Regions from separate parts of the Mus musculus genome. Here region 2 is linked to region 1. The links are chromatin contacts, called in public HiChIP or PLAC-seq maps. All regions are on one chromosome and are shown on one strand. The core of a region is the stretch at or near the end of the contact, and the rest is flanking DNA. Distances in the headings are between cores, read along the strand shown. Region 1 has its middle 62 kb from the start of Gm39478. Region 2 holds the start of Septin9 (septin 9).

What was found. HiChIP or PLAC-seq counts read pairs in DNA pulled down with a chosen protein or histone mark.
Region 2: an HNF4G HiChIP or PLAC-seq map of pancreatic cancer cells shows a contact between it and region 1. The contact joins the promoter of Septin9 here to the enhancer-like site in region 1. A contact is called at or near these places in 1 of 39 promoter capture datasets (embryonic stem cells), 5 of 115 datasets of contacts at active chromatin or transcription factors (the SCID.adh cell line, embryonic stem cells and pancreatic cancer cells) and 2 of 9 other capture datasets (embryonic stem cells and pancreatic islet).

The regions. Positions count from the first base shown.
Region 1 is chr11:117,200,564-117,208,224 of GRCm38.p6, reverse strand. It overlaps a transcript of Septin9 not described here. Among named protein-coding and RNA genes, the nearest start is that of Gm39478, 62 kb to the left of the region's middle. Within about 2 kb of position 3,069, at least 58 of the 459 cell types and tissues checked have an H3K27ac peak or open chromatin away from gene starts, as enhancers often do. A contact at or near this core is called in pancreatic cancer cells and pancreatic islet, where this site is marked.
Region 2 is chr11:117,262,686-117,270,346 of GRCm38.p6, reverse strand. It overlaps Septin9 (septin 9), which reads right to left and starts at 4,101. Exons shown (of 11, transcript NM_001113487.1): 1 at 3,752-4,101. The coding sequence starts at 3,806. Gm39478 (a long non-coding RNA gene) reads left to right here and starts at 4,163. Exons shown (of 3, transcript XR_880325.3): 1 at 4,163-4,528.

The sequences.
Region 1 (7,661 bases), core at 1,820-4,319:
TGGCTCTTGACTGGAATCACACTGCCAGGACAGCATAAAAACTGCACCCACTACACACTCTCCCTCCATAAATCTCCACTCTGGGGGCCGGGCAGATGGCTCAGTGAGTAAGGTGCTTGCTGCATAGCATGAGGTCATAGGGTCAGATCCCCAGTACCCACATAAGAAGTTTTAATCCCAACACTAAGGAGGCAGAGGCAGGGGAATCCACGAGACTCACTGGCCAGCCAGTCTATATCAATGGGGGAATTCCAAGCAAATGAATAAGACTCTGTCTTAGCTGGGGTAGGTGTGGTGGTAGTGGTAGACAGGCCTTTAAGCCCAGTACTAAGGAGGCAGAAACAGGCGGATCTATGTGAATTCAAGGCCAGCCTGGTCTACAGAGCAAGTTCCAGGACAGCCAAAAGCTACACAGAGAAACTCTGTCTGGAAAAAAACACAAACAAACAAAATAAACAAACAAACAAAAAAAATTAAGAGAAGGGGGGAGGGGAGGGGAGAGGAAGAGAATCTCTGTCCCAGAGAAACAAGGAAGGTGGTAACTAACTGAGAAACAATGCTCGTTTGACCTCTGACCTCGTCACAAGTGCATGCACACCCACAAGAAGGAGCATGCGCACACATAACCCCTCTCCCATCCCCCTCTCTTCTCCTATAGGAATCCCAGCCACCAAAATAAATGAAATTTCAGTCTGGCGTGGCGATGCATACCTTAAATCCTGGCCCTTGGTACAAAAGGTTGGAAGCCTTAAATTCCAGTCCAGCCTGGACTACAAAGTAAGTCTTTCTCAAATCCTGACTCAAAAGATAAGGGGGCAGGGGAGAAAGAGAAGGAGAAGGAAAGATACTGACCACTCAGAAAGATAACTTTTCTGTTTTCTCCCCAGAAAATAAAACACTGGTCTTGGTGAAGAAGAGAAGCCAAAAGACAGTCACAAAAATGTTACTCTGGAGAAGTAACGGCTTAATTGATACTTTTCTAGATTTTGCTTTATTCCCGATACTTAATAGCTGTTTCAAACTACAGTTAAAATTGAGGGCAATACCTCCACTCAACATACAGAGGCAGGGGGTCACCACTTTTTAAGTGTTTAAGCACACTAGCTTAGAACCCCAAGTCGCCTGAGAGTATGGGTCTGCAATCGCAAATCTTCATTGTTAAGGTGACTGGACTTGGTCTCACAGAGGAGGCGTACCTCTTCCTGCCTGTGTCTAGGACATTGTTTTTTTAGAGAGCTTTAATGGCGGAGGGAAGACCCTCCCTGAGTGCAGGCAGCATGATCCCACAGGCTGGAGCTCTCTGCTGCATAAAAGAAACAGGAGCTGAGCCCCAACATTTACCTCCCCCTCTGTTTCCTGACTGTGAGTGAAGAGTGACCAGCTGCCTCCAGCTCCAGCTTCCATCATGACCCTCCCCCCACACACACGCACACACGGACTGGCCCATCACACTGTGAACCAACATGACATGTCCCACACTTTTGTTAAGAACTTTGTCACAGCAACAGGAAGGGAACCAACATGTAATTCACTTCACCTTGGGGCCACTGGGTTACCACACAGGGATTCCTCATAGAGAGGAGGAGGCAGAGGACCGCCATGCCGAGAGTTCCTGGAAGGAGCGACCAGGGTGATGAGAGAAAGACTGAGGCCAGAGGAACAAAATGTTAACGCTCAGGAAAAGCCAGAGAACTATGCCTGATTGCCAGAGGAAGGAAGCTTCCAGAAGAAATCACTGCAAAGTAACCAGCCAGCAGACACCTGGTTGCCAAGTGACCCAGGTAGCCTGTCACCTGCAGCCATTGATCCATGCCCATGGGCTCGGGAGGTGACAGGGATGGAGAGATCACACTGCGCCAGCCTCGTGTGCCAGTCACTGCAAGGAATGAAGATGGTGGACAGCTGGTCTCAACAGCAAACCAGCGCAGGGACACTCAGCAGGTTGATGGACAGTTTCTCTCCATCATACCTCTTGATGAAATGCTATCCTGAGCATACTTTCCTGGTTGTGGGTGACAGCCATAATAATAGCCAAAGAGTCACCATTACAGTCTAGACGGATCAGTGGGCCAGATCCTCTAGGAAAGCGGGTGAGGGGCCACCAAACACAGGACGTCCACTCTGAAGAGCCGCCAGAGCTCTGGCTTTGACCCGTACCTGGTATGTGACTTCCCGGTGAAAGGGCCTGAGTGACAGGGACATGCAACCCTGAAAGCAGGTGCCGCTCAGATAATTAAACGATACATTTCACACTTGTGGGGACAAGCAGAGCAAGGGACATAAAAGTGAATCTAACAACAGGTAGGGTTTTATGTTCCGGTTCCATTTCCTGATTGCATCGCTGAAGGAAAAGTCCACAACACAAAACATCGACCACAGGCAACAACAGCAAAACAAACAAACGAAAGTGATGGATACAGGGTCTGTCTCAGAAAGCATTTCCAGAGGGGAGAAAAAAATCAAATAAAATAAAGGCAACCGAGGTCCACAGTTAAGGCCGGCCCGCAGCCACCAGGAAGCTCTGCCACCCAGTGACTCATCCGACATAGCTGAGGTTTTACCACACCTTGTAAGCAGGGAGGCAGCGCGATGCCAGTGCTGGTGAGAAGCCACCATTCCTCCCGGCTCCCTGGTACATCTGACTGCCCTTTTGTCTGGCACCCTGCAGTATCCATATGACCCAGAAGCCCTCAGCTCTAACCTTACCTAGCCACTCGCCTGCTCTGCTCTACTGAGCCAAAGATATAGAATTAATTATCAGTGAGTTTTACAAATAACTCCTCCAGACCCCTCTGTGCCCAGCGGTCAAGTCCCTAGCATGCTGGAAGATGACAAGCACTGGATGTAACCCACTTCCAAGTTGCTTGGGTTACAGTAGCCTTATCCTCCGGCTGGGATCTGATCCTCTATAAAGAGGGTTGTGAAAGGAGGGCCCCAGGATGCAAGTCCCATTGATCTCAGCTCAAGGCCCCGGGCAGCCAGCCAGCTAGCTCACTGGTGCCCAGCCCTTCCTGGTAACCATGCTCACCTGGAACTCAGCTCAAACCTGAGCACGGTTGCCACTACTCCTGAGTCAGCTGCTGCCCCAACACGCCTGGCCTGGCGAGGACCTGGGTATAACACTCCAGGACTCCTGATGCTGCTGTGGCCCACCCTTTGCTCCAGATGTAGTCTGGGGGAGTCAGAGTGTGAGCATGCCCTGGGAGGAGTGAGGAAAAGACCACTGTGGCAGAGACTGCAGCCACCAACTGCCACGCAGGAGGCAGGCAAGCCTATAGGTCCTCTCCTCGGGATCCTCAAGCCAGGGTCAGATGGGTTGCCTCAGCTCCACAGAGACCTTCTCTGCCCCTGATTTCAGCATTCCAATCAATGCTGAAGGTCAGGGTTTGACTGGTGACTTGGGTCCCAGCCAGGGAAGGTCCGGGTCCAAGGGCCATCCTGCGACCTGAAGCTAGGATTGGCTTTCCGTGCTCCCGTTTCCTGTCCTGAGGTCTTGGGCAGCCAACAGTAAGGCTTCATCGAACCAGGTCAGATCAGTCCCCAAACAAAGCTTGGTTGTTGGAGATCTGCTAGAGGCCACTGACAAGCAAGGCTCCTGGGGCCGCCACCCCTCTCTGGTCAGAGTAGCTTGGTGTCATCTTCACTTCGGCTGCAAGCGGACCCGGGCCCAGGGCAGGGTTGGAGAGATAAGGCCAAGAAACTGGGCTGGGAGCAGCCTGCCCCTCAGCCCTCCGGGCCCTGCAGTGCTGTTGCGGAGAGCCACGGGGAGCAGCCAGAATGGAGCCTGAGGCTCAGCAGCACTCAGCAGACACTTCTGGAATAAATGGCTCAGAGCACACGGAAAATTAAAACGGATCAGGAACTCTGGGGAGTCGGGGCCCCTTGCAGCTCAGCATGGCTGTTCTGGCAAACCTGGCCAAAGTTTCTGGAGCCAGAGCAAAGCTATCCCAGAGACCTGCCCACCTGTCACAACTGGCTTTGCTGCTGCCACCAACAACCCTGCAAGCCTGGCTGCCTGACACTATAAGTGCCTTCAACCAGGGCTTAGACTTCTCTTAATTGGGACTTTTGGATCACATGGCCTGTGGCAGAGTCAGGACTCTGAGGTCTCTCTAGGAACCCCTCAGCACAGCAGGGCTGTACTTGCTGTCTTTGCAAGCCCCAAGCAGCTTCACCAGCCTCTGGTCCTGATGACCCCCCCCCCCCATAAATCCCTAAAGCAGTGAAGAGCTGGGATGTTTTCAAGGTAACAGCCCCAACAAACAAGCCTTAGATGGGGCAAGAGTCACCCCTTTCTCTACCCAAGCACCCTTTGAGCCCAGGGTCTCTCTCTTCGGAGCCCTTGACATCCTGAGACTAAGAGATCCACTCAGCATGTACCCTGGGGCCTGGCTCTGTGCTGGTCTGGGCTAGATCTCTCTTATCAAAAACATCTTTAGCAAATTGCAGAGCCCACGCAACACTGCCCACGGACAAACATGCGGAAACCTGGTCGCCTCCAGGTTCAATGCCTGTCTTGGAGCCTCGGGCAGCCTGGGACAGACAGAACCATCTGAGAAGGGCACAGAGGGTTCAGGAGGGAACACACCTTCCATGGTCTTGTTTAGACATCCAAGGGAGGCCTACGGGCACATGGACAGCCCAATGTCTGACTAAGACAGCTGCTCCTGAATGACAACTCTGCCTCTCTGCACCCATCCAGGTGTAAGCAGGTCCCACGGTAGAAGGTGGGCTCTCTCATACTCTTTCTGGTACATTTTACTCAACGCTACGCTGGTAAGACGCTTTGGAGTGGAAAGCTGGGAAGGAGGCAGGGGCAGGCAGGCAGGGTGGATGGCTGTCCATGTCTGAACTTGCCTTCCCACCTCCCCAGTGGTCTGGGAAGGGCTGGTTCCTGACTTGTGCTCAGTCAGCTCTCTTGGGACTAGGGGCCTCAGAATCTGGGCAAGGATGGGACATAGCCATAGACTAACTGCTTGAGGAGGCTGCTTCCTCTCCAGCCCACGTCCCTTAGATACACTAGAGCAAGCAGGCTTGACCATCAGGAGTCTAGAGGTAGCCAGAGCAGGCACTGAGGTATGGAGGGACCAGCGGAGAAAGGAGCTTTTTGTCACCCACACTCACCAGCTCGTGGGTAGCTTACTCAGAAGTGACCTCAGAGGGTGTGCCCCTCACCCTTCCAAAGCCCCCTAGAATGCTGGGTAGGGCTGAAACCCCTCATGCTTTGTATCCCCTAGGACTGAATCCCTGCCTGGTATAGAGCTGGAAAAGCTAGCCACCTGCTTCGAGAGTCTCCTGGAAGCCGCAGGAATCCCAAAATAATTCCAGAACGCACACAGAGATATGCTTGCCCAATTCTGGTGGCTCACAGCTTAGTCCTCCTCCCTGCCCCCCCCCTCCACCCCCCCCCCCCCGCCCCGGCCTCTGCCACTGAAGATTTCCAAGAAAGCCAAGAGCATTGAAGAGAGGTATTCCAGGAGACTCATATGCTGTGAGAAGCCAGCGTTTAGGACCCCAGAAAACAACAGGAGTAGCCTGCAGCTGGCTCCAGCACAAAGGAACCTGCAAACCACGGACATCGTGGGGAGTCAGGGAAGCCCTGGGCCCCCGCAGTGGGAAGCACACAACTTCCTATGGCCCACGGCAGTAATTCCTAGGAGAGCGGCTAGAGAGCTAGAATAGGTACCTCTGGACCTGTTCCTGTAAAAAACACACCGTCACAAACAAGCACCATCCACATTGAACAATGGAATGTGTGGGGTGAAGAACCCCAGTCCCTACAGCAGCTTGGGACTTAATCCCAAGAGCTTCACAGTTCAATGCTCCTGCCCTTAACCACTGAGCCACACGGCTCTAGCTTTCCACTGAAACAAAGGGGAAGACGTGTTTGGGAAGAATCAGGGCTGTGTTAAGCCTGCCAGAGGGTCCCCCAAATGCCCCTGGGGTCCTGCAGCTTCCCTACCTGGTAAGACCCACCTTATTTTCCACTGTGCCAGATCCCTTACTCCCAGAAGGCAGGCACCTCCAAAGTCCCAAGCCCCTCCTCCTGACTGCCCAGAGCACTTGGAGACTGTCTTGCCTCCGAGACAGGGGTGGTAATGAGCTGGTGTCTCACCCATATCTTGCCTCCTCAGTGACAAGGCAAGCTCCTGCAAGCTAAGAGCATGTCCGTCCCTGCGTTGGCGCCCTCTGGCCCGACTATGGGTGCCCACCTCAGGAAGCGTCCTTGGTGCTTGCAGATAAACCGCGCTCCTGGGGTCACTCCAGACTTCTCACCTCCCGTCCTGAGAGGGCCAGGACTGCTCACAGCGGGTCTCTGATCACAGTGTGGCAGCCATTCTGCATATTTCGAGTTCATAAATAGGTCTACAGCGATATTCCCACTCAGTCTATGGGAAAAGCACAAAGCTCTCTGGCTGTCCTTGGGTTTGCAGATGCTGTAGAGATCTTTTGCATTCTTTGCTACTTTGCTGAGTTTCTGGTGGCAATGGGGGCTTAGGGACAATCTAACTTCAGCGAGTGGCCCTACTCAGAATGGGGCTGGCCCCAGGAAACCCGGAGGAAATTGGCATGGAGCTGAACCCCTACCACCCAACCCCGTACAACTGCAGACCCAGCACCCCTTGGTGCATTGCCAGGGAGGGAACAAACTGGATACGGTCCAGGCCCTCCCTGTGGCCCATCCTCCAAGAGCCCTGCCCCTTTAGGTAAACACGGGGAATTGAGGAGCTTGGTTTTACAGGGGCTGTAAGCTGGACGTCCACAGGACCTATCATAGAAAGTTCCATCTTTTTTACGAAAATTTACCTGGTTGAGGTTGGGTGGGTATAGGCAAGATGGCGGAGCATGCACTGGTCCACCCCTACCATGTCCAGGAAGCTCCAGGCTCAGGACCCCCCCCTCCCGCATCCAGTCTTGGGGTGGTGGGGTCTGGGGTTTGTGCAGTAAGCCAGGCACCTGTGAGCTGAAAGGACCTGGCTACCTCAGTGTCCGGATCCACCAGTCAGGAAGTGTGAAGGACCAAGGAGAAGAAAGCACAGCCCTTGGCTGTCCATCCCCGGGCCAGCCAGAGAGGCTGGGAAATGGCCCCAATGCCCGCAACCATTCCAAACATCTGGAGCATGCTGGGGAGGGAGAAGGGCCCAGTGCCAAACCTGAGCACATACCACCTGGAAGCCCCCTCCTCCCCCACCATCACATCAGCATGTTCTCCTGAAAAACCGCCAGTGACGGGGGCCCAGCAGCCAAGTTAGCAACTTCGAGCTTCTGCTGCGGAAGGCTATTTTTTTTTAAAGGGAAGCTAAATGGCTCTCTTTGAGATGAAGTAGAGTCATTTTTGGTTCCTGAATTTGGAAAGCAAGAGGAAACAGAACAAGACCTCGAGGCAGGAGAATGGCCCAAATGACCTCTTCAACTCTAACTCAGTCTCCTGATTCAGAGTTCTTATCTTAAATGAATTCACAGGTTCTTGGCAGAGAGCTTCCTGTCCAGATAGATTAGGAGAGGAACCTGAAGAGAGGGTTTGTGAAGTTAGGGGAGTTGGACAATAGATCCGGCCTGGACGGGTAAGATCAGGGTTGACTTAGCCTGCGCTCACAGCCTCAGTTGGGGTGGAGGCCCAGAGTAACAGAGTGGGTACTTAGGAAGGATCAGTGTAGAAC
Region 2 (7,661 bases), core at 2,852-5,351, 61 kb before region 1:
TCAGATTGGAGAGTCTGGGCTTCTGGGCCAGATCTGTTTCAACAAACATCAAGGACTCTCAGGATTGTTCTGGGGGTGTAAAACTGATTACAGCAGATGCTGGTGAGAAGAACAGGCCAGCGGCTGGCACTTGAAGAGGCTTTTGTTACACAAGGACCCAGCTTGTAACTGTGTTTGCGATAACAGATCTGGCCTCCATTCAGGAAGAACATACCATCCAGTTGCCCCACGCTTCTGCTGACCGGAAAAGGAGAGAGAAAGGGGTGACTCCTCCAGCTACCCAGTCACAGACAGTGATGGGTCTCAGAGTCACCTCGTGGGGGAGGGGTGGGTAGTACCGATGACTCAAAACCCTTGATGTTGGGAAGTGGGAAAGTAGGAAATAGTAAAAGACCTTTGGCATCCCTAGGGAATGGGATTGGGGGGGGGGGTGTTCCTTGAAAGGAAACCAAAGATAGATACTGGGACACAAGATGTTCATGTCTTTCAAGGGTCCTGCCACCTCTCAGTCCCCAGGGATGGAAAAACCAAGTCTGAATCCCACCAAGACCTCCAGTTATGATCACAAGTGTGGCCCGTGCTTCAGATGGGGGTGGGGTGGGAGGTGGGGTGGGGGGAGGGGACAGGGTGGGGGATATATGGGGACAGCTGGAATAAAACAGACGGAAAATGAGAGGCGAAATGAGTGTCCAAGACAGTTGCGACCAAGACTGAGACCCGAGCCCAGTTGGCACACCTACTCCAGCACACACAGCTACAGGCTGGATCCACTAGCCCCACAGGCACACAGCACTGACCTGGGAATCCTAACCCGTCATGAATCACTTCCCTCTGCCCTGTAGGGCAGGCTGTTCCTGCCTGGTACAGCTGCTAACGCCAAACCTCCTTGGGGGCAGGCAAGCAGGCTCTCTGCTATATTAAAACAAACAAACAAACAAAACAAACAAAGAAAAAAACAAAACAGAGATACACATGGCTCAGAACTAGCCAGCCATGTGCCAGCCGGAGCTCCCTGGGGGGAGCACCTAGGTCCTTTGTGCTCCATCTCATGAGCCCATCTGTCCAGCCTCACAAAGGGACTATGGGCCCCAGTGGCTGTAGCCAACTTGGCTCTTTTCTCCCTCCTCCAACTATCTGGCAGAGCCACATACACCCCGCAGGAAGCCTGAGCAAAAACTAGGGGCTCCTCCAACTGAGCCTGGCCAAGCTAGCATCAGGGAACACCTGACCCTCTGTGGCTGGACCCCCTCTGAACATTCACTGTAAACTGGTCCCTACATGGCCCAACTTCCTAGCAGTCTCATCCTGAAATCTCAGCTCCTTGCTCTGGACAGAAGGCCCTCTTCTTTCCCTGTCACAATCACAGCTCTCCTTTGCCTCAAGGTCTTGTCTCCCCATTCCCAACTTCTCCCTGCGAGTCTCTTACTACTTTTCCTGCCTGGATTCAGACTGCCAGCTTCTCTCACCCATGCTAGGCTGAGTCATACTCTCTCCACATCCCTTTATCTGCCTAGCTGCCCAACCCCCCACTCCCTTTCTGCACATCAACTCAACTCTGTATTCCTAGGACACTTACTTAGGAGGTCACTTTTCGGGTCGTTTATACAAAGCACAAAGCTTCTCTTGCATAAGTGTACACGTGCGACACACACTCACACACGCACTTTCACTAGTGATAGCCCGGGCTAGTAATCTCTGGGGACTCAAAGCCCTGAACCCATTCCCCATCTGAGCTTTTCGGAGTTCACAGTAGGAAGACTGGCATGCAGGAGGGCAGCATGCTCAGCAGGCCCGGCTTCCTCAAGACTGCCAACCTCTATACCAGGATGCTCTCAATGTGGCCATTGTCTTGAACTAAATTTGAGGGTCAAGAAGCTGGCTTGGGAGGCAGCCCAGTGAGGGCACCACTCAGCGAGTAAGGAGTTACACAGAGAAACCAAAGAGGCAGGGGCAGCTGGCCTCCACAATGCAAAGAGAGCCAGCTTCTGAGACCTTACAACCCCCAAACTTCTCCTCCCCAACAAAACTTCTGCAACATTCTGCAGAAACCCTGTCCCCAACTCCTTGGGGGATGAAAGCAGACACCTGAATGCCCCCTGGGTCCGAGCAGAGAGCAAACACAGAGACCAGAACCCGGAAAAGGTAGTGCCCCCCCCCACCAGGTCCTCCACCCCCTCCTCATCCCCCTTCCCGCTCAGACCTTGCAGAGAAGGGAACTGACTGGCTGACTTTCAGATACACTTCCAGGAGAATGAAAGGCTCCAGGGCAAAGGAGAGGTGCACAGAGGGGCAACCCAAGGAGCTAGGACAGTCCCTAGGACATGCAGAAGGCACAACAGCACGGAACAGGTCTGGGGAGACCTTAGTATAGACATGGACTCCAAGAGGTCCAGGTGGTTGGGGGCACAAGATCTCCTAAGCAGCGACTATGCCTTGATTCAGCACAGATACTTGCTCCCACCACTGAGGTGACCAAGTGGGTATGATATTCCAGGCTCCTAAAGCCTGTACCTGCCAATACACAACTCATCAGCAACCACCCGCCCCCCGCCCCCCGCCCCCCACCCACTTCCTGACACATAGCTAATCACCTAACTCAGAGATAAGGCTGACCTCAGGTGGGCTCAGGACAAACCCCCTGGTTCCAGTCATGGGGCCTGGAGCACCCCCAACTGGTCACTTGAAGAGCCTGAAACCTGGCCGTCTTTAACTATGTGAAGCCCTTCCTCCCTCGCTCACAGCCCACCAGAGGGCTCTGCCTAAGGCTGCCTGAGAGCCCCTCAGAGGGGCGGGGGCTCCGGGCCCGGCAGAGTCAGGCCCGCCCCTCGGAAACCCAGCCCCAGACGCGCGCGGGACACCATTGTGTAAGCCTCCCTTTCCACTGGCTTTATTTACTCCGGAGGGGGACGCAGGACGAGGGGCCACGGCACCGGCAGTGGCAGTCACGAGGCCTCTGGAAAGCCCGCGCATGCAAGCCCAGGGCGGAGATGGAAGGCCCACCCTTGGAGGAAACGGCCCCCAAGTATCTTTGCACTTTGTAAACTCAGGACAAGAGGCGAAAGTGCTGTCCTTGTGTGAGCGCACAGGCCCCCTCTCTCCCAAAAGGCTCTTCTCTCTCTGATGGATAAAGGTGTCCCAGGCCTGGATCGGGGGTATTGGACATCCCACCCTGGACCCTGAGACTCGCCGGGCCGGGATCCCCTCGGGTGCATGGGGCCTGCGGGCCGATCAATTTGGCAGCCCTTGCCAGCCCCGGGACTGGGCTCAGCCCCAACCCCGGAGCTGGCGTGGGGGAGGGGAGGAGGTCCACCCTGAGGATTCGGCCTCCCACTGGATCCGAGGAGGGGAACTAACTCCCATGCTGGTGAGAGCTGAGGGCGAGCACCAAAAGAAGAAAACCCACTGGTTTCCAGGGTGGAATTGCGCTCCTGGGGTTGTTCCCAAGAAGTCAAGCCCGCCCTCGAGGAGACGACAGTCCCAGAGCAAAAACAAACAACAATAAAAAGACGAACACCCCAGAGGCAGCATGAACCTGGGATCCCCAGGGGGCGCGTGGCCCCCAACTATAGGGTCTATCATCTACAGGCCCCCTTAATGGGGCTCTCCAACTCGGCAATGCGGGGTCTGGGGCGCAGAGCCCCAGGGTGAGCAAACCGGGGTCTTGCCTCTCCCGTGCTCATCCCGTCCCGTCTCAGGCCCGCCTGGAGGTTCCTGCCCAGCTCGCCAAGCAACCGCTGGGTCGGGCACCCACCTTCAAAGTCTGAAATGATCCCGTCCAGCTGTGCGTTGACCGCGGGGTCGGACATGGTGGCTGGTGCGCAGGGAGTCCCGCGGAGACCGGGCCCTGCGCGCTCCCGCTCCCGGTGCAGAGCTGGCCGCCGGAGCCCCTCGGCCCCCACGGTCGGCTGAATGAATGGGGGAGGAAGGCGGGCGCCGGCCCCTCCCCAAGCACCCGGGCCCCCGCCCCGCCCCCGCCTCCCGGCTGGATCAGGTTCCCGTACCCCAGCCGGCCTCCGCGACTCGGCACTGGCTGTTGCGCCCGCCTGTCAAAACTGGGCCTGGAGGGGATGGAACCAGAGCTGCTTCTACAGGGACTGCAGAGTCCCAGGCACACGACCTGGGCTGCCCCCCCTTCTCCCTTCCTGGCGGGTGCCCAGGGGACCGCGACAGACACGGCCTCGGCCCCTCCCCCTCACGCCCCTCCGCGGCCAGATGTGGGCGGATGTAGAGGATGTGGAGGCCGGGCCACAGCAGCGGGCGGGCGCCGAGGGGGACAAGATTCCTCCCCTTCCCTGGGCGCAGTGCTCTTGCTGCCCGAGGTTTTATTTACGCAGCCAAAGTTCCTGAGTGCCTCCTTCGCATATAAGCACGGGGCCTGCAAGGGTTAAGCTGTAGCGCTAGGCTAGTGTGGGTCTGCAGGACCCTAGACGGTTCACTACAGAGATGAGGGTCCCGGGAGTTCTCAGCATCCACACGTCGAGGACTGCTACCCCCTTGCACCCCCGGGGGTCGCTGCTGCATCCTTTGGGTAAGTGCTACGGAAGGGATAGGGCAGGGAGAGGCGGCCCTTCTGAAGAATCGTTGCAACGCCCCTCCCCCCTTCCACTGTATGGGCTTCCTGAGTACAGAGAGTGGACCACGACCTTCCCTCCAGAAGAGAGAAACCATAGTTCCTAACATCAGAAGGAAGGAAGAAGGCTGCTCCTGGGCTCCTTCCACATCAGTGGGTACCCACAGCCTAGACTTTCTCTGTCCAAGTAGCCTTCACACTTCAGACATCCACCGGGCAAGCAGAGAAAACCACGGGGCTATACAGAAAAAACAAACACTAGTTACCAGGAAGGGTCCCCAGGGATTGGGGGGGTGGGGGGAGGCGGTGTTCACCACTTCCTGGATGAGCCAAGTCTCCTGCCCGCTGGGCACAACCTTAGACCTGGGACCTCTCTGCTCAATCAGGGCTGCATGGATTCATAGCTGGGGACAAGTCCCTGCAGAGTGGGCGAGTGACTCATCCCCTGGTCCTCAGTGTGAGTCCCTGAGCTGTCCTGGGTCTGGGTCTGCTTTCTCCCTATTCCACCATTCTCAGTGAGGGAAGAACAGTGCTGAGACCTGCAGAGGCTGGTGAGGCTGCAGAGGAGAGGAGAAGCCTGGGCTAGGTTTGGTGAGACTTTTTTTTTTAAGCTGCTGGAATAGAGTCCTTCCTATTTCAGAAAATGTGCCCCTCCCTCCCTCCCTCATGCCTCAGATGGTTTAAAAACTATTTTCAACCAAGTGAGCTTTTGGACATGGAAAGTGCAAAACCACGGCCATTTTAGATGCACCCGCACCCCCATCCTTCTGGAAGCCTTACTTCAGGAGCAGTGGGCACCCCTGATGGCTTCTGTCAGGGTCTCAGCCTGCCTGGCAGTCTGACCATCACCAGGTCACCTGCCTATCCCACATTTGGGGGATTTCAGGATCCAATCTAAGAAGCTGAGGCCCTTACCACAAAGCCCTGGGAAGATGCCGGGTCCCTGGGACAGCGTCCAACCTGAGTGGGCGTTGTTCATTGGTGTTTCTTATAAAAAGCACCTGGTACACAGAGACACACCCGAGCGATTGTTCTCCCCAGGGCAAGTGCAGATTAGCAGAGACACAGCGCATTGTTGCTCAGCCTGTATCCAGGCAGAGGAGCCAAGCACACCACAGTGTTCCAATGGAGAGCCAGGGTGCAGGCTTCAAGGAGTTCTCCCCGCCCCCGGGGACTCCATGGGACAATAGAAGTGGGTGCTGACTTCCACAGCCAGAACACCCTTGTCCATTACTCAAGCAACCAACCCAGCCCTCTGCTTCCCTTCCACACTGTAACCACTCCGCCGCCCGAAGTACCAGCCTGGGAACCTGCTAAATGCCCAGGCTCCTCCATCAGCAAAGCCAAGGCAGGTTTGGCCATCCTCCCAATAGGAAATTCACCCTTGTGTCTCTTTTCTTTCGGTCCCATGAGGACAATGGGAAACAGCAGGGTACCTCCCTTCTCACCATAATTACCTTCTGCAAACTCCAGGATAACCCAACTGCCACTTGGCTTTGAACCAGTCCCACCCACCCCCAGCCCCCTCAGCCCCTCTCATCATCCCAGCTGTCTCGGATCACATGTGGTGGCTGTGGCATTCTGGGACTTTCATTAGGTTAGGTGGTCACCCAACTCCCTCTCTATAGTCTTGGGCTCTGGCCTTGAGTTTAGCTGAAGAAAGAACTGTAGGGCTCAGAGGTCTGTAATCCATGCTTCAAGGAGAGGATGCTGTGCTCCAAGCGAAACTCTCCAGAAGGCCTGCCTGCTTGTGGGTGTGCCACGGCTCCCGTCCACCCCAAAGAGATAACATGATTACTGGATGCTCACAAGGAGGCCAGACGTAGCCTAAGGGTCTGTGCTACAGGTGGGCAGATGAGGTTCCCTGGGATCAGCATGTGTCCTGGACTCAAAGGCCAGATAACAGATAGAGAAGAAGTCAGAGACAAGCGCCCTCTGATGTCAGAAGCCGCCACCGAAGCGCAGCAGCCAGAGGCCAAAATTCAACCTAGAGCCTCAGGGGCAGGCTCTCCTCTCTGGAACCATATGGCACACATCCCTGCAGACCCTGTAACATGTGTGGCAGAGAACACCTCTATTGTGCTGTGAAGCCAGCCAATGTATGGCAGTTAGTTCAGCCAGACCTAAGCTCACGCCTGACCCATCAAGTCAAAGAGTCTTAGGATAAAGCTGTCTATGAAGCCACCTGGTGACCTGGTGACCCTGGTGAACTGGACTGGTCCGGCAGCTCACTGTCTTGGGGGAGGGGCTAAGGACCTGAGTCTAGCCGACTTGCAGAGCCAGAAATACAGTCAGACTTTTCTTTTTTCTTTTTTTTTTTCCTTTTTTTTTTTTCTTTTGAACATTGGAAGAAATGGGCTAGAAGAGGAAGCCCGTAGGTTCAGCCCTGGGGAATGGAGCATAAAAAGCCTGGGAAAGAGGGTGCAGGAAGGACTTGCGGAAACAGCCGCTTGGCTTGCACATCAGGATCCCTGACCCCTGAGCCCAGGTACAGCCTCAGCAGGAAGCGACTCAGCAGTGGGGGTGGCCTCCTCAGGGAGGCTGTGGCTCCCTGCCCAGCACTTTGAACAGGATGCTCCAGTCAGTGAGTGACAAGACCAGCCCCCTCATAATATAGTCAAGGGTAGAACCCAACGGCTCAACTCTGTGGGCCTGTATGCACGATATATACATTGTATATGCCATATATACTATATTTATGCTATATACTATATATACACCTATATGCTATATATTGTGCATATACCATACACACACACACACACACATATATATATATACTACACACATACTGTACACATTGTATATGAATTCCATACATACTATATGTGCTGTGTGCACTACTACATATATAATGTATATACCATATATGTTATATATGTCATATATACAGTATATAAACCTATGTACTATATAGTGTATATGCCATATATGTGTGTATGCACTATATGTATACTGTATATATACTGTATATATTGTATATACATTCCATACACTGAATATACACTACATATACACTGTATACAAGGTACAGTGCAATTGAACTGTAGAATCCTCCCTAGCCCCTAAGCTGTAGAAGTCACCATCCTGG